Linked DNA regions of Anas platyrhynchos: region 2 is linked to region 1. The links are chromatin contacts, called in public Hi-C maps. All regions are on one chromosome and are shown on one strand. Each heading gives the region's core, a stretch centred on a gene start, on an enhancer-like site or on the middle of the called end of the contact. The rest is flanking DNA. Distances are from core to core; before and after follow the strand shown.

Region 1 (5,520 bases), core at 1,811-4,310:
GTGCTCACAAGGTATGGCCACCACATGGCATTAGTTAGGGTCACTGTACAGTGACTTGTGGTTGGATTAGTTCATGTAAGTAGGAATGTTCAGCTTTCTACCAAAAGTAAACACTGGGAAAGTTTTAAATGCTCACTTAGTTTGTCAAGATTAAATATAGCTCAATTTCAACAATCAATATTTGAATGACCAAAATTAATATTAAAATCCATTTTTCAAACCCTTTTCATGGCCAAGAAAGGCTTGCACAAAACCAGAATAACTGGCCACAAATTCACATGTGAAATGGAAGTCCTTGGATTCCTGTCTTAGCAATCTCAGCTGGCTGCCTTCTTTCAGCCTGAATATTGGCAACACCTTACAGGTGTGTGAAAGCGTACTGTGGTCAGAAAATAAAATCCATGTTACGAATGCATCCAGTGGACTATAAAACAAATGAAAATCAAATAGACACAAGGATAATGACTAGGAGGTGGAAATGTTAAGGTATATTTGAAGGAACTATGTATTATGAAAATTTCACAGGTTCTTTATTAGATGGAAACTACCAGGTTGATGCTAGCAGTGTACTGTGCTTTCCACAGCTCCAAGGAATTCTGTAAACTGTTTTGCTAGCATCTGCAAAGTGGGAGATACTTTCCTACCAAGCTGAGATAACACAGAAGTGTCTGCTCCGCCACTAAGAGAAGGTGTGAAGCTGTGATTGAGAAAAACAGAGTTTAACTGATTGCTTAAACACTTCAAAGTTAAACAGCTCCAATAACCTGCAACCAAGGGTTTGCAAATGGATGCTGTCATAGGACGTTGATATTTTTAATAGAGCTAGAGATGTCATGAAAGATGTACAAGATAGGAAAAAATAATAAAAAGAACAAGGTGATTAGAGAGCTGTTACCCTCCTACAAATTGAAGGAATGGCAGATACGTACTGAAAGATGGCTATGGAGGTCACACACCATCATTAACAGCACTCAGTAAATAGGCTTCTCAAATTAAGTTCTTGAAATTTGTCTCATGGTGAAAAAGGTGTTCAATGTATTTGATTTATCTATGAACAGGCTAAAGGGTGAATTGAGGAATACCTGATCTTAGGACATGATGCACTCTCCAACAGGTAAGATTTTTATTTAAAGACTGCAAGGCTTTAAAAGGCATGCCCAATTCATTGGACTCAGGGATAGAATTGGGAGAATCCATGGGATGATATTCAGCCAGTCGCAGAAGCAACACGAGTCATCTCTTCTGATTGTGGAGATCTTCCAGAAATGTCCTGCACTGAAAGATTCAGCAGATCTCCAATAGATTTATTGCAATATTTAAGAAGTGAATGTTTTTAATCCTTATCATAATACAGCACTACCTATAAAAAAGCATAATTTAATCCTCCTCAAAGAACCACATTTATTACAACTTCTTATCTTTAATCCTTACAAAACCCAGAGAAACTAAACTGATCATAACAAGCTGATTGCACAATATATTTATTAGAAAAATAAATAAACTGTCAAGAAAATGGAGAAGTTTCCTAAAGCAGTTAACCAGTTTGGTTGTGGTGCCAATGGTGGGACCAGCCTGCTAGGCGTGCTAGTGGATGCTGGTGACAGCTGTGGGCAGGGCAATGTCCCCTTGTCCCCTTGGCATAGTGTGCACACCATGCCTGGTGCTAATGCAAGACCTAAACTGTGGCAACCCCTCTTCATGAGGCACCTTTGGCTTCTCACAGCTGCAGTATTTGTGGTTTCTAGTTGCTCCCAATTTAGGGCCTCTTAGCAATGAAACTGCTGTTTTTTCTGTGTTGGAAAATACCAGCTCTCAAATCCCCACTTTTTTTCCTGGAAATATCTTAGGCTGGGAAAATCTGCCTGGGATTCAGCTTAGTTGCCAGGCTGCACCACATGTGGACCTGGTATTCCCAGGGCTGTGGGTCTGGCAGGCAGTACTTGGCAACCAGCCCCACTCTGTCTTCTCTGCAAAGCCCCAGCTCCCACCGCTGTTGAAACCAGCCAGCTGGGTCCGTCTCTGACTGGGGACACTGGGAAGTGCTGAGAAACCAGGTCTAGGCAAAAGGTGCTCTGAACACAGTGACACTGACTGTCAACTGTTTGTCACACAGCCCTGGAAGCATCTGGAGAGTTCCCTGTTCAAAGGAAATGCAGAAAAGTTTTGCTTTCAGCCCAGTTCAGATGAAAATCAAATTTCAACTACCCCAAATATTCATTTTCTTGGAAATCACACTTTCTGGTCAAGTTTCATTTTCTTTTTTTCAGTTTGTCTCTTCAGTGGCCAGCAAATACAACTCTCCTCATGGCTGCCCCAAATAGAGAAGCTGCCCATAAATGGGGACGATCTGGATTTCTGACCAGGTAAAATGTAAAGATAAATTCAGGCTTCTATAAGCAAGAAACAAAATATTTGCATAAATCCTCTTCCTCTGCACCTGTGTTATTTCCGTCCTGAATGATGAAACATTGCCCTGTTGGTACCATAACAATCAGAATGCCTGGAGCTACTCAGGACTCTGAACCATTGTGTCAGCAGGACAGGCTCTCAGAAAACAAGCAATGGAGTTTTTCAATATATATGTTTATTTCTTTGTATCTTTTGCAGCATTTCTCCACTATGAGGACAGAGCTGTTAATCTTACTAAATCTTAAAATCTCAAAAAGGGAATATAATTCCTACCAATTACCTACTCCTGTGCAAAAAAACATTGCAAAAGCATGGGGCATTTAGTAATTGCATGGTTCTCCTTCATATGTTATTAAAGCTCTGGACCAAAATCATTTTCAAAATCACATAGCAAAGAAGTATATAACAAGAGAAGGAGAACAACTCAGATTAAATCCCCTTTCTCTAGGGCCACATAGCTGCTTGTAACTACAGAATAGCTTCTGTAATCCATGATTTGGGGAACTGTTATTTAATTATGTGTTACTTTATTTCTTTTTTTATCAGGCCTCAGATCAGTGGAGGCACACTCAGTTGTGAACCTCAGGAGTGGTCTTAGTGTTGCCCTCAGATTTTCTGCCTGAACTTGGTTTACAGCTGCAGCTGCTCTGCCTGGTCTGCTGCTTCTTCCTTAACAGCTTTCAACTTTTGTCCTCGTGCCCTTTGCTTCCCTTCTCCAGAGCTATGAGAGTGCTAAATCAGCGTTTTCAGATGCACAAAATAACATTAGTGATAGAACAGGGCACTGTGTTCAAGAAGAAAAAAACAAACAAACAAACAAACAAACAAAAAAACAGTAAGCATGACACTGTTAGAGTGCAAAAACTCTGTTTCAGTTCAGCTGTCAGTGCACAACAAACTTCTACTTTCCAAGTGGATGGAAAATGTCCTAGTACAACTCATCTACACTGATATTAACATGATGCTTCACCTCCTGAAGATCCTGTTTCTCTGGTCCTGAGTTGCCCCTGTCCCAGAAATATGAGAAACCAAGTACAAGAAGAACAATAGGAAAGAAAATACTCTGCTTTAGCTGCTGCACAGCATGTTCCTGGCCAGCCTTGTAGAATGCCAACAAAATATGAATTAAGTACATTTACTGCTATTCCTGCAGCTGAGTAGAGGAGCTGGCAAACAGGTCCATCTGCTGCTATGCTCCCCTGCCCATACCAATGCCAATAGTCTTCTCAGAGATGAGCACTGCATCAAGGCAGAGAAACTGTGGGTAAGAAGAGGAGGCATTGGTACATGGGCCATCAGTGCATCATAGAATCATTTAGGCTGGAAAAGACCTCTAAGATCATCAAGTCCAACTGTTAACCTAGCACTGCCAAGTCTACCACTAGACCAGGTCTCAAAGCACCAAATTTACACATCTTTTGAGTACCTCCAGGGATGGTGACTCAACTACTTCCCTGGGCAGTCTGTTCCAATGCTTCACAGCCCTTTCAGTTAAGATTTTTTTTTCCAAATATTCAACCTAAAAATCCCCTGGCACAACATTAGGACATTTCCTCTTGTCCTATTGCTTGCTGCTTGGGAGAAGAGACTAACCCCCCACCACACTACAGCCTCCTTTAAGGTAATTATAAAGTACAGTAAGGTGTCCCCTGAGCCTCCTTTTCTCTAGACTAAATAACCCCAGTTTCCTCAGCTGCTCCTCATCAGACTTATTCTCTAGGTCCTTCACCAGCTTTGTTGCCCTTGTTTGGACATGCTCCAGCACCTTGATGTTCTTCTTGTAGTGAGGGGTCCAAAACTGAACACAATATTTGAGGTATGGTGTCACCAGAGCTGAGAACAGGGGACAATCATTTCACTAGTCCTTCTTATCACAATATTTATGATACAATCAGGATTCTGTTGGACTTCTTGGTCACCTGAGCACACTGCTGGCTCATATTCAGCCATCTATCCACCAATACACCCAGGTCCCTTTCTGCTGGTTAACTTTCCAGACACTCTTCCCTCAGCTTGTAGCATTACATGTAGTCGTTGTGCCCCAAGTGCAGGACCCGGCACTTGGCCTCATGGAACCTCATGCAGTTGGCTTTGGCCCAATGGTCCAGCCTATCCAGATTCATCTGCAGAACCTTCCTACCCTCGAGCAGATCGACACTCACTCCTAACTTGGTGTTTGCAAAACTACAGGGTGCACTTGATCCCCTTGTCCAGACCACTGATAAAGATCTCAAAGAGAACTGGCCCCAATACTGAGACTGGGACACCACTAATGACCGGCCTCCAACAGGATTTAAATCCGTTCACCATGACTGGGCCCAGCCAGTTTTTAACCCAATGAAGCATACACCAATCCAAGCCATGAGGAGCCAGTTTCTTGAGAAGAATGCTGAGGGAAATGTTGTCAAAAGCCTTACTGAAATCAAAGTAGACCACATCCACAGCCTTTCCCTCGTCCACTGAGCATGTCACCTTGCCGTAGAAGGCAATCAGGCTTGTCAAGCAGGAACTGCCTTTGATAAAGCCATGCTGACTGGGCCCAATCACCCAGTTGCCCTGTAAGTGCCACATGATGAGGATGTGCTCCATAATGTTCCCCAGCACTGAGGTCAGACTGACAGGCCTGTAGTTCCCTGTATCCTCCTTCCAGCAATTCTTGTAGATGGGCATCACATTTGCTAGCTGCCAGTAAAATGCGACCCGCCCTGACAGCCAGGGCTGCTGATAAATAATGGAAAGCAGCTTGGTGATCTGCTCCTTATGCCAGTTCCTTCATTACCCTCGGGTGGATCCCATCTAGCCCTGCAATGGAGAGGCTAGCACAGCTTGGCCATGCCCCTGGAGAGCTGCAGACCATGCTTTATGCTAGCATGGCATGTGCCTGCATGGCATACAACAGCATGGTGCACACCAGCGTGGTGCTCAACTGTTGCACAGAGGTGACATGCAGGCATTGGGGATGAGGAGGAAATGCGCCCTAGAACAGGGAACATCCAGGCAGCCATCACGAAAAGGACAAGTGGTGCCCAAAAATCAGAGCTGAAGGATGTCTGATGCTGACTTTGGATCTTGATGATTTTTCTGCTTTTCCAAAATTCTTTAGTCTTGCAT
Region 2 (6,180 bases), core at 3,224-5,723, 68 kb after region 1:
AGGAGGTGGAAGAGGGCGGATGGGGGAAGGTGATTTGGGTTTCTTTCCATTGTTTCTCACTTCTCTAGCTTGTTAGCTGTAGGCAATAAATTTTACTGTCTGCCTACTCTGAGTCTGTTTTGCCTGTCACAATAATTGTTGAGCGATCTCCCCATCCTTATCACAACCCTTGAGCACTTTGCATCATATTTTCTCCTCCTTTCCCTTTGAGGAGGGGGAGTGAGAGAGTCGTTGTGGTAGAGCTCAGCTGCCCAGCTGAGTAAAACCACCACATGTCTAGCCTCTCTCAAATCACCTCCAAAGAGTTTGTACATAAAAGACCAAAAGCAGAAAACTCAGACGGGTCAAAGAGTGTTAAGCCATTTGTCACAGTGCAGTAGAATGGCCTCAGGTAACCAACCAGCCACGTGGAGATGCACTTCCAATAGTTACAAAATACAGTGGAAAATGACCAACAAAAGGTAAAGGGGCAAAGCAAGAAGAGAGACACAAGAGCAGGATGGAGGAGAACACCAAGATTTTCAGTGCATCACAGATGAACCTCAAGAAAGGCCCATGGATCCTACTGGAAAGGAATTCCAGCAGCACAAGATCAGTCACATGTATCTCACCTCTCACTACCCAGATGCTGCTGCCTGTCCCAATGCCTCCATCAGTGTATCCATTCAGGAACAAAAGCCAAGCCACAGGCTCTAGCACTACATTTCAGTCCTCCCCTTCATGTGGACCCTGCCTGGAGCCACAGATCTCTCAAAAAGACAGGCTGTTCCAGCTAGGAAGCCAAAGGCAGACACGCTGGTGTCTGCACACACAGGAGCTCACAATCTGTCCAAAATACCTCAGACCAGCATGAGAAGGAATGAGGTGCCTGAAGAAGCGGAATACTTTTATCAGATCTCCTATAACAGGGTGCTAGAAAAGAAGAGATAGGATTATTAGCAGAGGAAGGGGGTTTTCCAGAGGAGAGATGAGAAGGAGCCATGAGGACAGAGCTGTCTCACAGGACACACCACAAGAATGAGGCTTTGGGAGGAATAGCATGTTCCTCCCTCTCTGTTTTTTGAAAACCGAAGAGTGACAACTGTCAGTGGCATAATGCAGGATGCTCCACGCAAAACTGCAGAGAAGGGCCATCTCCTGCCCTGGAGCTGGCCCTAGGCTCTGTGTGTGCTCTCACTGCACAGCTGAGGCATCTCTGCTGGCTCAGCCTGCATTGTCCCTGGTTGAGCCACCATGTCTGTGACCTCAGGATCTCCCTGCCATAGACAGCTGCTGCTGGAAAAGCTGCTGAGTGCCCGAGTAACTCCCACACCTACAGACTGCAACAAAGCTGCCAGAGCTGGCCCAGCAGGCCAGCCCAGGTTGCAAATCTGCAGCTGACAGGACAAGCCCTGAACAGACAGGCCAGCATTCCCGGGTTGGGTTGCAAGCAGAGCCTCTGGCACCTTTCATGAGTGGTTCTCAAGGGGATTATGCTTGCAAATGAACTCTGCCAGCAGGAACTCCCAAAGCAGCCACCGGGCAGTCAAGGGACCATCACCTGCTCTAGTCCTACCGCGTGCAGTCTCTGAAGGGTCTGTCTCAGTCAGGACGGTCCCATGCTGGCCTTTGCTCCCCCAGCCACAACCCCTGTGAAGGGGCTTATGGGTGCCATGCTTCCTTCCTGCCAAAGAGAAAAGCTCTTTGCTTAATGCCAGATGCTCATCAGGTTCTTTGCACAGTCATCCAATTTGTTATTGTTTTCATTTGTTGTTTTTTTTTTCTTTTTCTAAAGATTTTCCGTTTCCTTAGAAGCTTTCCTTTCATTTTCTTTAGAAGCTATCCTGCTCCCACAGAGCTCAGAGAAATGGGTCTAGTTCTTATCTGCAGGTGTTTGCTGATAGCAGATGAACTCTGGCAGATCTTCGAGGAGGGCGTGTGCAAGGTGATTTCAGCCATAAAGTCCTCATGGGTGGGGTGTGATTTTTTTATATATATATTTTTTTACCCTCCTCATTCTCCATTTACTCACTTGCACTGATTTACAGATTCCCTGGGCTTCAGTGGGTTTACACCTCCTGAGGGAGGTTCACCTGCAAACATGACTTCCAGGCTGCAAGTACAGGCGGGCCATCCTCAGCAGGGTGGGAGCCGTGAATTGCTTTAACCTCAGAGAGATAGCCCAGAATGACACTGCAGTTTTTTCGCACTCTGCTGGGAAGTTGTGCCTGATGTGGGTATGAGGGCTGGGCTGGCATGGTGCTGGTGATGTGGGACACTCCTGCTGGAGGCTTCAAGCAAGCTGTGGGTTTCACGGTGTGGCCAGCATGCAGCACCAAACAATGCAGGGTGAGGGAGTGCAGCCTCCACGCACTCCCTGTGGGGAGCGAGAGCTGAGGCTGGCCATGCGGTGTGCGCAGCGGGACACAGCCAAGCAGGTCTGCAGGCAGCAGGAGGCTGCCTTTGTGCATGGCCAAACATCCTCGGAGGACAGAAGTACTGTCTCTTTGCTCCCAATACAATTGCAATTAGATGAATAGCAGTGTAATCCCATCCAGTGCTCCTCTGGGAGCTCACTGTCTGAGGGGCAGGCAACCTCCCCCATCCGAGCACTGAAAGGGGTCCCCCCAGGCAGGCATTCCCAGCCCACCCAGCCAAGCCCCTCCATCAGGACCATCTGCTGCTGGGCAGCCCCTCCTCCTACAGCCTCAGCCAAGACTGAGTGAGGCCAGCAGTGCCTTGGCAAACAAAGGCAGTCACACGGCTGGTGCTTTTAGCCCCAAGGGACAGAGGAAGAGGAGGGAGTGTGAGCCTGGAGCAGTCCTGTGTTCTCTTCTCCTTTGGGCAGATGGCTTCAGCAGTAGATCTCCAGGGGAAGATGGGAAACCAAAATGGGGAGTGTATTGTCCCCCTTCACCAGGTGATGCCACCACATGGAGAAAGGAAAGAGGATGAGAGGCTGCAGGGGACGCACCATGTGTCTGCTCCAAACTCTGCTCCTGTCTCCTGCTGCCGTGTCCCAGGCCAGGGACTTTTGTCTCCCACCGTCCTGGCCAAAGGGCAAAGCTGCTCCACCATCTGCTAGCAACAAACAGCAGAAGTGCAATCAGCAAAGCTGAGAGCTCTCTTTTCTTCGAATCTCTCTGGGTTTTTGGAGGGAATTTCCTCTCACACTGAAATTCTCAGACTTTTCCCTAGTGCCAAAGAGGCAATTTCGGGAAAGTCTTGAGAAACCTAGATTGTGCAACCAGGGGTTTAAAGTGATTTTCAGCCCACAAGGCAACTGATGACAATTTTGTCAGCAACTATTACCAAAACCCACCAGTTCCACTGTAACAGCAACCCCTGCCCAAGGAGGAGTGTGGAGGGAGAGGACACCCCGACTTAAGACTCCACTGTGCTCCAGCTGCACACAAGCTCATCACAAGCACCCTGCTCCTTGCTGTTCTTCTCCTCAAGCTAAGTTATATGTTGCCACCTCGGCATTCATTTGATTTTTCAGTTGGTCCTCTGCCATTCAGGACTGCCCATATGATTTCTAAATATCTAAAGTTGGGCAGGAATGACACCACATTTGTAGGACTTAACTCAATGCTCCAGGACAGTTGAGCTCAACTCAGGTATTTAAACCACCAGGTCCTCAGCACGGTGGTGCCCGCCTCCATTCCTCCAAACAGCCCAAGGTGCAAGGGACACCCTGTGTCTCCCCACCTTAGGAGAGATGGGAGATGCTAGCCCTTGGGAACAGCTCCAGTGCTGCAGCACATGGAGGAACACAACTCAGGGCTTTCCAAGGGGCAGCTTGGCAAACTGCAGGGCAACAGCAGTCATTTTCTTGCTAAAGTCAACAGCTCTGAGCCTGAATACACACAGCTGGGCACAAAGTGACTAGCGATCACATCTGCTGAATAAGAAGGGGTCATTGTTATGCTTTGTCACCCATTTCAGAGCAGATAGCACTTTAAAGCCATTTGGTTTTGCACTCTGAATAGTTAAAAAGGTCAGGCACTGAGCATGGGCAGTGGGGTGTTTTCCCAGCACTGGAGCGTGATGTGAATATTCCCAGGTGCAAATAGTTGTCTGAACATCCGCTGCCTTCCCAGTCCTGCAGCTTTGATCTGTTCCCCAGCTGAGCCTGGGTGCACGTTGTTCCCTGTCCCCATTCACCCTCCAGACCTGCAACTTGTTGCTGTGCAGTAGGGTTAAAGCCAGCACCATCGCAAAGGCAAATAGCAGAGCCGCTTGTAGATGAACTCTGGGAGGACCCGAGGGCTCAGAGGCAGGGCTCAGCCATGGTCTGACCCTGTAACCAATGCCTTTAATTTATTGTCAGTCTGAAGTAGAGACAGAACATGCTAATGAAACACTGGTTATTGGTTGGCAGTGAAAGTGGCGCTGCTTTCTTTTGCCTGAGCCTTTTTGTCATGGGCTGCGTGCTGGAAGCACTGTGCATGACAGGCACCCGCAGCCAGCCAGGCATGTTCCCCACCATGCTGCTCCCACAGTGCAATTACAAACCCAGACATAAATCGCGGTTAACCTTTGCTCTCTCTCATGTGTTTGTCCAGAGGCTACAGAAATATTGCACAAGACACGTGATAGCCAGAGAAACAAAAATAACTTTTATTAAACTGTCCCAGAGTGGGAGGGAAGGGGGAGTTTTTGGAAACTCAGTTCTTTTCACAATCAAGGAAGGTGTTTGTGAAAATAATGCAAACCAGGTATTTTATCGGCAGTTAAAGGTATGTGTTCAGATCTTGAAAGGGACAGATACACACCCTCATGACTCATGTACAGTAGGGCTTTGCACTCTGACTCTGACTTTGACGTCTTGTTTGCTCTTTTCAAAACCAAAACAAACTCACTTTCCCATCAGCTCAGCTCTTTCCAGCTACCCTGACTTTAAAATTCTTGCTAATTTTCTTTCTCTTCTCTCTCTATATCATTGCTACAAAACAAAGATGAACCTGTTCTAATTCCTTGTTATTTCTGAATGACATTGGATTAACAAGGAGAGAAATCTGATTTTGCAAAACTAATTGAGGTTTAAATTGCAAGAAAAAATAAACTGCTTTGCCCAATGCAGAACTGATTACAAGACGTTTGTATCTACCTGCAGATAGAGATATCAGCCAGCTGTGCATGTATTTGTGATGCTAAAACTGAAGTCACAAAGGTTGATAATATTGGGAAAGAAAATTCCTGTAGGCTGAAGCCCATGAAAGCAGACACCAGAGAAGGTGGCAGAAAAGCCCAATGAATATCCAGGCTGAGATTTTCGAAGAGAAATCATCTATATTAGAGCATGCAAATATAGCCTCATGCATCTTTTGTGTTCACTTTCCATGAACCTTCGACTGAATGAGTTTTACTAGCACAAATGTTGGAGAAAAGTGAAGTTCAAAGCTGCATGCATGAGTAACCATGGAAACTGAATTTTAAATTTGCACATGCGAGTATTTGTATCCAAAGTACTTTGTACGCTCGGCCAATGCAGAAAGAGGGACACCATCATGTCACAACTGGCCAATCGTAACTTAGAAACACAGCTTGAATTTCAAATATCACCTACTTACAGCAAAGCTCCGTCCACAGAGCAGAGAAAAAAGAAATGTGAAAAAACCTGCCTAGAATTGCCATCTGCTCGTGAATATTCCACAATTAGCAGGGATGGATTCATTGGATACATTATTCATTGTGGATTATTCGCTCAGATCTAACAGTGATAGTGCAACGGGTATTTAAATATTGCAGCAAGGAACCTTTTCAGACATGGAAGGTGTATATGACCATCCCCATGTATGAATATAGATGTGCTTCTGTCCTGCAGGAATCTCTGGGAACAATAGCTGTGTGGTAAATACCTTGTTCTCTGCAGTGACAGAAAACCTAGAGATCTATTATAAGCTGCATTTTTGTTACCCTTTTTAGTCTTCATCTTTCATCCTCTGCCCCAGCCCCTCCTCCCTCAGCTGGGCTGATAGAGCACCAAAGTCAGCTTCCATTTTAGCAACAAAGGCATTTGCTGTTTCCCTTGCTGTGGCTCAGGTAATGGGAGAGGTTTGGTGAGGCAATGTTTTTCCCCCCACCTGAGCCTTCCAACTTGATGCACATTATGCAGTGGGGAGAAAAAAAAAAAAAAAAAAAAAAAAGTGCAAAGCTGTGTTTGTGAACACATAATATCACATTTCCTAGGAAATC

The links. Hi-C and Micro-C count contacts between places; a contact is called where the count stands out from the background.
Region 2: a Hi-C map of liver shows a contact between it and region 1, with 2.8 times the contacts expected there. The contact joins two enhancer-like sites. A contact is called at or near these places in 2 of 8 Hi-C or Micro-C datasets (liver and skeletal muscle).

The regions. Positions count from the first base shown.
Region 1 is chr24:6,804,036-6,809,555 of IASCAAS_PekinDuck_T2T, forward strand. No RefSeq gene overlaps it. Among named protein-coding and RNA genes, the nearest start is that of CTPS1, 100 kb to the left of the region's middle. Within about 2 kb of position 3,061, at least 1 of the 8 cell types and tissues checked has an H3K27ac peak or open chromatin away from gene starts, as enhancers often do.
Region 2 is chr24:6,870,153-6,876,332 of IASCAAS_PekinDuck_T2T, forward strand. No RefSeq gene overlaps it. Among named protein-coding and RNA genes, the nearest start is that of CITED4, 68 kb to the right of the region's middle. Within about 2 kb of position 4,474, at least 5 of the 8 cell types and tissues checked have an H3K27ac peak or open chromatin away from gene starts, as enhancers often do.